Regions from separate parts of the Rattus norvegicus genome. Here region 1 is linked to region 2. A link is a contact called in public Hi-C data. All regions are on one chromosome and are shown on one strand. The core of a region is the stretch at or near the end of the contact, and the rest is flanking DNA. Distances in the headings are between cores, read along the strand shown.

Evidence for each region. A called contact is a pair of places that touch in the nucleus more often than the background predicts.
Region 1: a Hi-C map of Schwann cells shows a contact between it and region 2, with 5 times the contacts expected there. The contact joins the promoter of Rbms3 here to the enhancer-like site in region 2.

What each region holds. Positions count from the first base shown.
Region 1 is chr8:125,866,656-125,873,645 of GRCr8, reverse strand. Rbms3 (RNA binding motif, single stranded interacting protein 3) reads left to right here and starts at 4,684. Exons shown (of 15, transcript NM_001401889.1): 1 at 4,684-5,459. The coding sequence starts at 5,385. It overlaps LOC102550774 (a long non-coding RNA gene), which reads right to left and starts at 4,454. Exons shown (of 4, transcript XR_356664.5): 1 at 4,318-4,454.
Region 2 is chr8:125,499,792-125,506,035 of GRCr8, reverse strand. All of the region lies in intron 4 of Rbms3 (RNA binding motif, single stranded interacting protein 3), which reads left to right. Among named protein-coding and RNA genes, the nearest start is that of Rbms3, 370 kb to the left of the region's middle. Within about 2 kb of position 2,680, at least 2 of the 93 cell types and tissues checked have an H3K27ac peak or open chromatin away from gene starts, as enhancers often do. A contact at or near this core is called in Schwann cells, where this site is marked.

The DNA of each region.
Region 1 (6,990 bases), core at 3,435-5,934, 370 kb before region 2:
TGTTTAGTTATACTTTTCATTTTTGTCCAGCCCTAGAGCCTATCTCATGAAATGGCATGGACACATTCAGGGCTGGTCTTCATATCTCTGTTAACCTAATCTAGAGGCCCTGTCACGCACAAGCCTAGAGCTGTTCTCAGTGACTCTAAATTCGGTCAGAGTGACAGTGAAACTTAGCCATCACAGTCTGTATAATTAAAGGGTAATATGTCACTCCACAGGAGGACGTGGGTTTTCTTCAGGAGGACAGCGTGAAGACAAGCCATGGGTGTCTGTCTGCCTCTGCTCCTCAGACATTCATTCCAGCACCCCTACTACTCCACCTGTATGTGGCCGTTTTTGAAGTCAGAGTTTGTCTTTGGTGGGGCCCTCTCTTGCCACACTGAACATCTCGTGAACCTGGGAGCAACCCTGCCCTCCGAGGTTCTTTGCCACCTTGGAATTTGGTCAGTTGGCAACCATGGCGCAGAAGACTTCTAACTTAGACAGCTACTCAAACCGGCTGCCTCCTGCTTCCACTTAACCATTTAAATGGAAGGGTACTATTATTTCCACAGAGAAAGCAGTGTAAGGGACAACTTGGGTTTTGCAACACTTATAATGCACTTGATATAATTTCAGGAAAGCCTTAAGTGTGCAATGAGGATTCTGAGGCTAGTGGCCACAGATGCCCAGAACATTCCAATAATCCAATGAAACAGAGAAGCCATTTGCAAGGTAGCAATCTGTGTAGAAATTGTTGATAGCATCCGTTCACACCGGGGATCTTACATATAAGTGGGCTATTGCTCTGAGTGGGGAGTTAACTTTTTTTTTTAGCCTTTTGTTTGTCATTAAGACAATGTTTCCATCAGGGAATCTCCAGAGCCAGTTGTTTCAAGGTGAACACCAATGTCCTCCATCGGAACTGCTGAAGGGGCCTTGGGAAGCTGCCCTGCCCGATGTGAAGGTGCCCGGTGGGTCACGTGGGATGACAGTGCCCTAAAGCAGGTGCCTGACTCTCGGGTTGCAAGATTCGGATGGGATCCCACTGCAACAGTCTCCGTTAGCAGCTTAGCGGTCCGCATCAATCCCGTTCCAAGTTTGGCGATTTTCCTCCTAGCTGTCACTAAAGAACTGACAAGGACAGCTCAAAGAAGGAAGAGTCTATTTTACTCACAGTTAGAGGCTACACGCTATCATGGCAAGAAGGCATCAGGGCAGGAAAAGGAGGCTCGTTATCATGTAGTGTCCACGGTCAGGAAGCAGAGGAGAGAGACGGCCACTGCTACCTAGCTCACACTCCTTTTTCCTTCAGTCCAGGAGCCCAGCTAATGGCGTGGCAACACCCAGGTTTCGCTTGGGTCTTTTTAACTCAAGAGTCCCTCACAAACATGCCTAGAGGTTTATAATCTCCTAAGTGATTCTAGGTCCTGTCAAGTTGACACTATTAATCATCCCCTCAAACCTAGGGTGACTTAGCTGGAAATCTCCCCTCCACCCCTGTCTTGAGATCTTTGTCCCTTGATGGCTTCATGGTAGCCTCTGGGCTGCGGTAAAGCACACTCTTGAGATACAGAAAGCTTCCTGTGTCTGCTGACTCCTCTAGTTGGCTTGCTTCCGCCCCACCCTCAGGATTCAGGCTGGCATCTAGTGGAACATGTATGGCGTGTTCAAGGTATCCCCGGATTCTTCAGGCATTTATCTTAACTGATCCTCAGGAACTACAGGAGGTGGAGAGCAACATCTGAAGAATGGGGAATGAGGCACGTGGAGTCTGCCCAGGAGGTAGGCAGGAACAGGGTCTCCAGCCAAGGCTTTGAGCACTAAACACTCCAGTAGCACCAGAACCCAGCACTGGGTTCATACCTCAAGGCTCCTTTTAGGAGAGCAATTTTTTTTCTTTTTTTTTTTTTTTTCGGAGCTGAGAACCAAACCCAGGGCCTTGCGCTTACTAGGCAAGCGCTCTACCACTGAGCTAAATCCCCAACCCCAGGAGAGCAATTCCTTAGAGATGCTTTTTAAGCTAAACCCCAACGCCCATGTCTCCCTTTGCTATACGTTTCCTCACAACACCAAGCAACTCCTGGCCTCTGACCTCACATATTTATTCTCTGGTGTATACCCCTCACTGGGTTTTCTGCTGTGAAAGAAGAACCAGGTCTTGACCTCTGCGTCTCTGTACTCCCTGTACCCGGGTCAATAGGCCATGATAAAGAGTGAAATAGATGGACTATAGTTACATGGCTTAGTGGTTAATGGTGACTGTCATCATGGCTGACCCTCTGAGTTCAATCTCAGCAAAAGACCTTACCCATTAGAGCAGAGACAACCAACTAACTCTCTCAGAGCCTGTATCCTGACCTCTACACACATACGTACGTGCAACATACAATAAATACGCGTGACTTTTCAGATGGCTTTCAAAAGAATGGAAATGCTCCAACACTCGCCATGAGCTGAGGGGCAATTGTTTGTTAGGTTCAGAATGTTTTGTTCTTCAAGCGTGTTCCAAACATGTGTCTGGCGCCATGCTAGTTCTTAGGGCTATAGGGGATGTGGCTCGCCCTTCTGAGTTTAGAATGCATCCCTGTGAGTCTTCTCTCAGGGAAAACCAACTACACCTTGGGAAGCCAGGGTTTAAGGAAAGCTGCTTCAATAGGCATGCTGACAGAGAAAACCAGGTGTGAGCTCGGTGATCACATTACCAACATGACCTCAGCTCAGTGCGACTCAGAGCTGGACCATGAAGTGTGAAGAGTGGAATTTATAATCAGATTCCGAGCAGAAAGGACCAGTGAGATTCCTAGAGTCTTGACAAGCTCTCAAGCTCTCTGGGCTTCACTGAGCAGGGAGATGTGGCCAGAAGACTTTGCGATTAGTTTCGATTTTGTGCCTGGTTCTGTTGCTGTCCTTTGACCATTTTGTGGATGGGATAACTGAGGTCCAGAATTTCCCCTTTAGAGCACGGGTGAGACTGGCTTGATTTGCTTCAAAGACACTGCCCTCAGGTTTCCCACGCCTACCCTCCAACTCAAGTTCCCATTCTTGTCACCAAGAGATAGCTGTGTTAGTAGAGTGCTTGCTAGCATGGGCAGGGCCCTGGGTTAAACAGCCAGTGCCCACGGGAACCTGGGACATTAATTCATGCCTGTGAGCCCAGTACTGGGGGAATCAAAGGCAGGAGGATCAGAAGTCAAAGTCATCCTGTTTTATACAAGTTCAAGAGCAGCTTGGGGTATCTGAGAGCCTGCTGTCTTTTAAAAAAGAAAACAGAGACAGACAGACAGACAGACAGACAGACACACACACACAGAGGGAGAGAGAGAGAGAGAGAGAGAGAGAGAGAGAGAGAGAGAGAGAGAGAATAGGCATAAAACCCGATTTCCCTGTGTCCTTGTCTTTCTGTTGGTAGACAGATTTCAGAACTCAGCTTCCTGGAGCCCAGGAACCCAGGCTGTTACCCCATGAGGGGCAGGACTTACTCAGAGGTGGCATCCTGCATATTGCATTTCAATTCTCCCTCCCTCCGTGTGAGGAAACTGCCTTTGTACCTGGAGTCTTTTATCTGAAAGGACGGCTGGAGTGTTCAGCAGACTTGGGGGAGTGGAGAGGCACAGAGGCTGGCTGCCCACGCTCCGGGCATGCGTGAGCACTCCCAGCAAAGCACAGCTGGCACAGCTAATTTTAGCCTTGCCGCCGCCTTGCAGAGAAACCCTTTAAGGAAATGTATCTTCTCTGAAACAATCTGTATTATAATGTAGCAGCTGATCGACATGTCAGAATATTATTACTGGGGGTGGGGGGGATTCTGACAAGTAATTATGAGTTTTTGTTCAATTTTTTTTGCAATACTTACAAAGCCACGAAAGGAGAGAGAGAGAGAGAGAGAGAGAGAGAGAGAGAGAGAGAGAGAGAGAGAGATTTTATTCTCCAATAAGCAAATAAAAGTAAGGATCACTTTTATTTTATTTTTAAGAGATGGATAAGGCCACAAAACAATTATTTGTGATAGTTAAGTCAACCCCCTTGTACCCAGAGGTACCCAGCTGAGAATCCCCACTTTTCCACTTTTTCTCCTCTTTTGAGCATCCTCCAGAGCATCCCTGGTTTCATCTTCAGGTTCTGGGTTCATCTGGCTTTTAATGTGTTAACAGATTTTGGAAAAACCTTGACTACAATTTTCTCCCCACTTAACTAGAAAGGTTGGCATGGATGTGTACACACACACACACACACACACACACACACACACACACACACACACACACACTTCTCCTTTCCCCATGCTCCCCTCGCAGGGCAGGGTCTGTTTTGTTCAGCAATGCCATGCCTCACCTCTGGGAACTTGGCGATTGGAGAGGAGAAGGCAGCTTCGGAGCTTGAGAGCTCGGTCTGAGCGGGGCAGGGAGGGCTGGGCCATGCCCCACCCAGGCACTTCGCGGACAGGCTGGGGTTCGGTTCCACCCGCGGCTCGGCTGCAGACTCTGCTCACTGTGCTTTTCCAGATAGCTAGTGGAGAGGTGGCAGCCTCTTTCCTTCCTCCCTTTCCATTTTCTTCTTTTTCTTTTTCTTCTTCTTTTTTTTCCCCTTGGAGGAAATACCGCAGCCTCTGGACTGCGTGCCGGGCTCCCTGGAGAGACTCTCAGTTCCACCCACTGGCTGGAAGGAGGGGAAGTGAGTGAGAGAGGGGCAAGGCCAGCCGGAACACACCATGTCACTCTGGGAACCAGACAGCAGCAACTAAGCCTGCACGGGTTTCTTTTTCTTTTCTTTATTTTTTTCTTTTTCTTTTTCTTCTTTTCCCAGTTTTTTCCTTTCCTTTCTTTTTCTGTTTGCCCATTGTTTCTTTTCTTTTCTTTTTATTAAAATTTATTTTTTTTCCGTGGTGGGAAAGAGACACGGGAGAGACGGAGAGCTGTAACTGCAAGGATTCCGAGTTGTGCTAAAGGATTTTTTTTTTCTCTTTTTTTTCTCCTCCTTCGCCTTCACAAGCGCCTGCGATTGACACCACTAGAGACAGGCTGGTTACAGAGCAAACTGCTTCATCCGGACTGGACCGGGCAGCTGGGAGGAACCAGGCAGGCAAAAACTGGGGAAGCAGTCTGGGGGTTTCGCTACGGATCTCAACCCCCATCTCTTTGGGGTATTTTTGGTTTTTGTTTTCTTTTTCTCTTTTCTTTTGGTTCTTTTGTTTTGCTTTGCTTTGGGTTTTTTTTTTTTTTTTTTTTTTGGTTGTTTTAAATTCCTCACGGTGTTGGAACTAGTGAGTGCTGGAGTCTCAGAGCCTCGGCAGTCACCCGGACTGCCGGGGACAGTGGATTAAGAGAAAGAAGCTCGCCTGCCTGGAGGCTCATATACCCTGTTACTCAGTTTCCTGCCTCGGAGATAAAGATCCCAGCTACATGGGCAAACGCCTGGATCAGCCACAAATGTACCCCCAGTACACGTACTACTATCCTCAGTACCTCCAAACCAAGGTATGGCTGGACCCGCGGGTTTCAGAAGACAGCGTGGTGCCTGGCGCTCCTCCGGAGCGAGCATGGCAAACGGACCCTTCCCTCACCCTCGCCCCCATCCCCTCGGCCGACCTCTTTCAAATTACTAACAGTAGGAATGGAGTTAACAAGCCAGAGGAAGAAGAGAGAGGAAGCCCCGGAGTGTAGCTTTCTCTTTAAAGACGGGGACTTTCAATGGAGTGTTCTTTTGTTATTTAGCCGCAGATATGCTGTTGAGATGGTTGAAGTCTTTTGCAGGTGAGCAGGGATTTTTTAGAAAGGGGGTCCCAGCAGACGTTCTCAGGGACAAGAATATTGTTTCAGGAGCTTTTCTAGTGAGCTGTTCTTTGTGTGTGAATCTCAAAGATTGGGGTAACACCCCTCCCTTCCTTTCCCCCTTCCTTGCAGAAAACACTCTGGGGTGGGGGCCACTTAAACTTTTCACGGCTTAGTGCAGTAGGAAAGAAGATCACCAGGAGGTTCCAGGGCACCCAGGAAAGTCTTTTCGGAGTTTGTTGAGCATGTTGTTTTGTTTGGACTGTCTTTATTTTGTGTGAAGGATGACGGAGATGCTCCAGGGGCTAAAAGAACTGGAAGCTTAGCACCCACGGTTTTTACTTTTAGACTGGCCCCCACCCCCCACCCTGTCAGTTACTACTAGGAAGTCTGGGTCTGAAAAAAAAAAAGGCTTGGAATGTAACTGATAATAATTGGACTTGAATTGGTTAAAGACTTTGGGCTTTGTATGAGCATGTGCTTAAGTGATCATTAGGGGCCCCAGAGGCAAACCCACAAAACTGAGCAGGGGGCAGTGCCGACCCTGAACTTTTATCCTGCAGTTAAATCATGAAGGAGGTGAGGTGAGGGCTCCATGCTCCAATCTGTCAATTCGATTGGACTCGATTGGAGGGGGGAGTACCATATCGGATACTCGGATTTCGTCATGAATTAACCTAACCCCTCCATCTTCTCAGTAACTCCACATGCGAAAGCAAGGAGGGCACGGTTGAGCAGTGTGTGCTGTCACTGGGTTCCCTGGCACGATCAGGGGTTGGTGATTCACGCTGAGGTTACCTCCCATTTACTCTGTCTCGTCAGACAATGCCCATTTGAGGACCAAACTGGACAACAGCCTCTTGGGATTGCATTAAAGGCTGGTGCTCCTTTTTTTTTTTCCTTTTCCCCCCATTTTTCCATCACTCTATGCTATGCCCTACCCCTCCAAGGTCGGCTCACTTTGCTGTCTGCCTTTGTGCCCAGTTAGTTTGGGCTGCCACTGCTTAAATAGACTAGCCCTCCTGCCTGGTGCCCTAAGTATTAACTCTTTGGGCAACTTGGTACAGAATGCTGCCTACTACTTTAAAGAAAAGGTCAAAGTTTAAAATAGGAGAAGGATATCCACGGTCATTTTTTTTTTCTCCGCAAAGAGACAAAAGCAATAAGCTTCAGGGTTGGCCGAAAAATATCAAACATTCCAAACCTTTTACTCATTTGGCTAAATTTTTCCAAATGT
Region 2 (6,244 bases), core at 1,431-3,930:
ATTGGGATAAGTGTTTGAACATCACATCACTGTTCTGAGGGTTATAGGCATGGACTAGAAACTTTTACCACAGGACCTGCCAAAGATTGGGAGCAGGGAGATGATTCAGTGGGTGAAGGCGCTTACTGCCAAACCCACCTACCCGAGTTCAGTCCCTGGGATCCACAGGGTAGAAGGAAATCGACTCCTGCAAGGTATTCTCTGCCCTTCAAAACGCTTTTCTTAGAATAGTGCCATGTAAGTGCACACACACACACACACACACACACACACACACACACACACCAAAATATCCGTACACAAATGATTGCCGACATCTCTGAAACTTAACTAGCCAACACCAGATATCACCACTGTCATTGTGGATATCATTGTGTACTTCTGACTGAAGCATTCTACCAAAAGCAAGGGGAGGATGTGTGGCTCTGGGTTCAAGGTAATAATGGTCTTTGTATTTAAACTGTAGTTAACACAGTCACCTCCTCATGCCAATACCATGTCCACTGTGATATCAGTCAGTAGAATGAGGGACATTTCCCACATCAAAACCTCCAGCTGTCTCTCAACCACTAACACCATAGACTTTATAACATCATCCCTTGTCTCTCTTTTGTCTTTCCTGATCGACCAGGGGTCTTGGCCATGATGTCATTTTTAGGAAAAGCACATATTTTTCATAAAACGAAAACTTTCCTCTTTATCCCCAACATCTGCTTCCTCGGGCCCCCTTTTTCTACATCTCTGTAAACTTGGCCATGCCTAAATCTATTTATCGTATAAGTGAATACGATTTTCTGCTTAAGGTCTCAAAACAAAGTGAGGGATTCTGTGCCTCCTGAGTGTGACTCAGTTTACAGGGACCACAGAACTAGTGCCTCTGCTGTACCCCCTTTGTGACTGTAGACACAAGGTTGAAAGGAGGAGTGGGACAGGTCTCCGAGTCCTACCACAGAGGTACTTATGGTACAGAGATGTGATTACTGCACTGTTCACAATAGCTAAGTCCCAGAACCAGCCTACGTGTCACCACATGGATGAATGGATAAGAAAAAATGTGCTGCCTAAACTTGATAGTTTGATATTTACATGCAAAAAGAGAAAGAGAAAGCCTGACATTTACAAAAATGTGAGTAAAACTGAAACTTAATATATTCAGTGAAGTAACCCAGACCCAGAAAGACAAATATCATAGTTTCTCTAATTTATAAGTCCAATTTAATTTTTATATGTTTGCATATGTCTTTATGGGAGGGAAAGTATAGGTAATGAAACGTTCTAGAAAGGGAACCATGGACAGGGAAAAGAAGGTGTGTGTGTGTGTGTGTGTGTGTGTGTGTGTGTGTGTGTGAATGTGCAGCCATGGGCATGTGTGTATGTGTATGTGTGCATGTGTGTATGCCTGTGTGTGCACATGTGTCTTTACATCGAAATTATATGCATATATGCATGTGTATGTGTAAATAAATTATACGTATATGTGTGTATGTATAGATTATACACACATGCATGTATATGCATGTATGCATAACTAATTTTTATATATGCATATACATGTATGTATATAAATTACACACACACACACACACACACACACATACACACACACATATGTCTGTCTGCCTGTCAGTGCCTGGAGATTCCAGAAGAGAGATTTGGATTTCCTGGAGCTCAAGTTACAGGTGGTTGTGAATCACCCAGGGTGACAGTGGGAACCAAATTCGGATCCTCTGGAAGGACAAGTCCTCCTAACTGCGGAGCCAACTATCCCCAAAGTAGAAGTTTTGAGGGACAGAGTACTTGTAAAATGATGACAGAAGAACTAGCTGGGAAAGGAAGAGGTGGGGGGCAGGGGAGACCAGGGACGAGAGCAGAGGAAGACGTCAACAACAACAAAGACATCGTGAAAGATGTGAGGACATCACAAACAGCAGTGTGCCTGACTCCTCATTTACAAAATCAAGGTGTCCTGGAACTCAGGAAGACAGTCTGGGTGTGACTCAATCCTGCTGATTTTCAGGAGAAACTTAAGAGCCATGGATGAGACAGGCTGGTGTGCGCATATGTATGCTCTGCAGGTCTTAACACTCTCAACACTTCACTTTGTTTTTGTTTTTTTGTTGTTCTTTTTTTTTTTCGGAGCTGGGGACTGAACCCAGGGCCTTGTGCTTCCTAGGCAAGCGCTCTAACACTGAGCTAAATCCCCAACCCCCACTTTGTTTTTATTATGTTTTATTTATTTTTGTTTGTCCTGGGGTGGGCATATACATGCCATGACACATTCGTGGTCATCAGAGGACAATTGGCAGGAGTCAGTCCTCTCCTTCTATCACATGGCTTGCAGGTATCAAACCCTGGTCATCACATTTGGTGGCAAGTCCCTCACTGAGCCATCTCAAGGGCCCCTTGCCACCTATTTCCATGCAATTACTAGCCACAAATGCCTGGCCCTGCCAAGAGTCAGCCTTAGACCAGAGGCTTTGCCTGTGAATGAAGTCATGGTTGCTCTTTATAGCTTTTGTATTTTCTCCCTTAATGTCTTGATCTTCGAAATAGGAGGAACAGCATCTGTGGTTGTTTTGCCTCAAAAAAAAAAAAAAAATCAAGGCTCATGGCTCATGTAAAGATGAATGAGGTCATTTGGTTAAGTGTGTCTTGCTGGGTGGAGGAGGGATGGCCTGTGAATACTAAGTAGCTCGTGAGCCATGCGTGCTTTCATGGAGACAGAGCTGGGTCATTTAACTCCCCCCTCTGCAGGGAGTTTTACAGGAAGGAGCCAGGGAGAAAGAAAGACATTGAAAACATTTCTTCATGCCCGGCTCCTGTGGTGACCTGTGGCGTAGCTACGGGGTTTCCGAGAGGCCATCTGCAAGAGATTGTGGGCTCCCATACGTAATGTCAGCTGAAGACAACGTCTTCAGGATGTGAGAGTGAGTTTGTTTGTGGGGTGAACAGATGTGGAGTGGAGATGGGGTGAGACAAGCCGCCGAGGCTCTAGTGAATGATCCCTGTCATGCTGGAGTCAGTAGTTTAATCAGGGGGCTGTCCGCTCTTAGCTATGCCACCGGGGCTGGACTGGTTAATCATAACCCGGCATCTCACCGTGTCACCCGGTCACAATCCATTTTTCTCAGACACTCTTGGTCAGTGAAAGAGTCAGGAAACCAATCTTCCCGCATTCTATGCGTCTCTCCCTGGGGCATCAGCCCCAGTGGTTAGAATATGTGATCTGAATGCAGCCTTCTGTATGAAAGCTCTTACATTCATTTGTCTTCTCACTGCGGTGGCGAACTGTCTGACAAAGGCCGCCTAAGGAGGCTAGACCTGGTTTATTTTGCTGACACTTCAAGGGTACAGTCCATCTTGTCAGTCAAGAGCAGGAGCTCCAGACAGTTGGGGAGCAGAGAGAGAGAGATGGATGCCGCTTCTCAGCTCACTTCCTAAGCCCCGAGGCCATGGGATGGTGAAGCATCACTTAGGGACAGTCTCCCCGCCTCAGTTAACAGAGACTAGATAGCTTCCCCAGAAACTTACTCAAGTCTGTCTTCTGTGTGATGCTACATCGTGTCCAGCTGGTAGAATTGACCATCCCCATCATTATGAGCAAAGGTTGAGCATGGAGTTTCTGACTGAACGTGGGGTATAGTCCCTTGCGGAGACAGCAGCCTCGTCGCTGCAAGGGATGCTGGGAAATGTAGCCAGAATTGGCCCGTAGTCCTTGCAAGGATGGCAATATCTTTTGGCTATTTCCATTTCATTAACTCAGTGGCAAGAGGGAAGGCCAAGAAGTAAAAGGTAAATCATTTTCCTTCCTCCATGCCCTTTAACAGTCCGGGCTGCTAAAACTTTTCCTTGGGCGTAGCGCGTCTCCAACAGACACTGGGGTCTGAGGTCTGCGTGGGAGACCGAGTTCTGGCCCTTCCTTCTCTACCATCTTTCTAGAATCTTCTTTGTGCTGGCTTTATTTATGACTTCTGAGAGCAATTGGCTGCCGTTGGTTAGTCTGGTGTATGTTGAAGAAAACACTAAAATCAGATATGTAAAATAGTGGATTATAATATTAGAACGGTGCTATAATTGTTTTTATCGCTATCGTTATATTTAGTCCCATTTCTGCTGCAGCTTAGCATGTCTGTTTTAGATCAGTATCTTTGGGATTTCAGGCAGATCGCTTAATTTTAGAACATAGAATTTCAACATATCCTTTATCTTTCTAAATTGTCCACTTAGCAGTATGTAATCTGCTTAAAGTACGCCATTGCTACGGGCTCTAATATTCAGAATTTAATCCTTTTTTTTTTTGTCCTTTGACCATCTTTCCCCTCATTTCTTTCAAACCTATCTTATGGCACCCTGAAACTGATCTAAGACCTTGACTACAGTGTCACTGCTGGCCAGTGCACCTTGCAGGCTCCGGGGAGGGTTGGATTCCCACATTCGCCTTACACTCCAGGCGTCTGCGCGCTCAGTATTTGCATAGTCAATGTTATCAGAGAGGATGCTGTGAGGCCATCGGAGCCTGGGAGCCTGCACAGCCAGCTTGGTGAACTCATCCTCAGCATGCACTTCCTGTCAGAGTGTGGTGCTCATTCCCTGTCTGCCGCCTCAGTTTTTACGCACATGTCTCAGGTTTGGTTGTTGTTTTTGTCTTGTTTTTGTTTTTGTTTAGTAATTTCAGCTGAGTGGTCTGAATCCGTTTTTGTAATAACACGTATTCTTAGAGAAATTTTCTGTACTTAAGAGTATCGCGAGCTGGAGAGGCTCCTCATTGACTGATACTGGGTACCGCTCTTGCAGAGGACCCAAGTTTGACTCCATCTTGGGCAGCTTACAACTACCTGTACTCCAGCTCCAGGGAACTCAACACTCTCTCCTGGCCTCTCTGAGCAGCTGTACTCACATACAGATGATCTCGTAGATGCATGTATGGATGTAAATGAAAATAATACAATAATTTTGGAATTTTTTTGAGAAACAGCTCAGTGTTCGCTTATGTATTTAGAAAACTAGTGTTTTCAGCGGGGCTACTGCTTAGTGCTGGAAATTAGTGCCTATTTCTACGTGCTAGAAAGGGTCAGAGGCATTCTGATTAACTCACACTTTTGGGAAAATACATATTCCTTTAGATATACAAACTCAGCCAATTTCAAGTGTATGTTGTAGCAACAACTCAGATTTTTGCAGCCTAAAAACTGAACATGAAAACATTAGGGTTTTATGTATGTCTAAAGAGACCAAAAGTTAGTGATGGGAGCCAAGCTGTCAACCAAAATGTAAACACGCTAAACCCCAGAGCCATGAGAAAGTTGGGATGGAATGCTGGAACACTCACACTCCAAAGTCCCTGTAGCACTAGCATGTCTCTGTCCAAACTATTATCATCTCATTATATCCATGGGCTTGTCCTCTCTTTGAAAGCTGTCCCATGAATATTTCCTCTCAATGAGAACCCGGGGAAGAGAGAGAAACAGCTAAGAGAGTTAATGAGGAGAGGTTGGTGTCCCACCAGCAGATTTATCTTAGAAAGCATCCACTACTGAGGCTTCAACTTCACGTTCTACTGTGAGTGTTGGTAACAGCAAATGTACACCTTCCCTGATGTCTTTTCCTCAGTCTCTGAATCTGACAGGTCTGGTGTATTTCTAAGGTTTAGGAGTCAGTGCCTGCAACCAGAAGCTTCGGTTTGTTGGACGCAGCTCCATGACATAAAAGCTGGACTTCCTTTAACAACCAAATTCAGCTCACAGAGTAGATACACACACACGAGGTGTATAGAATCCCCTCTGTGAGATACAGTGGAATAACTAATAGCAAGTTCTAATTTTAAACCATCTCGGTGATCATATCACATGAGCAGAAGAGGCTGAATGCCGATTTTCACCTATGTGAGTATACAAATCACCAACAGCTCCTACAGCCTGTGTAACCATAGTCTAACAATCGTTCATTGCTTGCTTATTGAAAACTTCACCTCTGAATGATCAGTGTTGCCATCTTGGGGTGAACTACACATAAGGAAAGAAGAATTCTCTATAGCTTTGGTTAGTCGAGTAGTCATGGTTATGTTTTATGGCTATTAATGAATGCTGTTTCCTATTTTGCCATATTTTGATGACATTTTCCAAAGAGAAATTATTTTCTTTTTGGAACCTAGAATAACATACAGCATTGATCCAGGGGCCAGGGACCCACCAGGGCAGTTTGAATAGAAGTGTGCATTCCAGTGTGGTCAGCAAAACATAGTCAG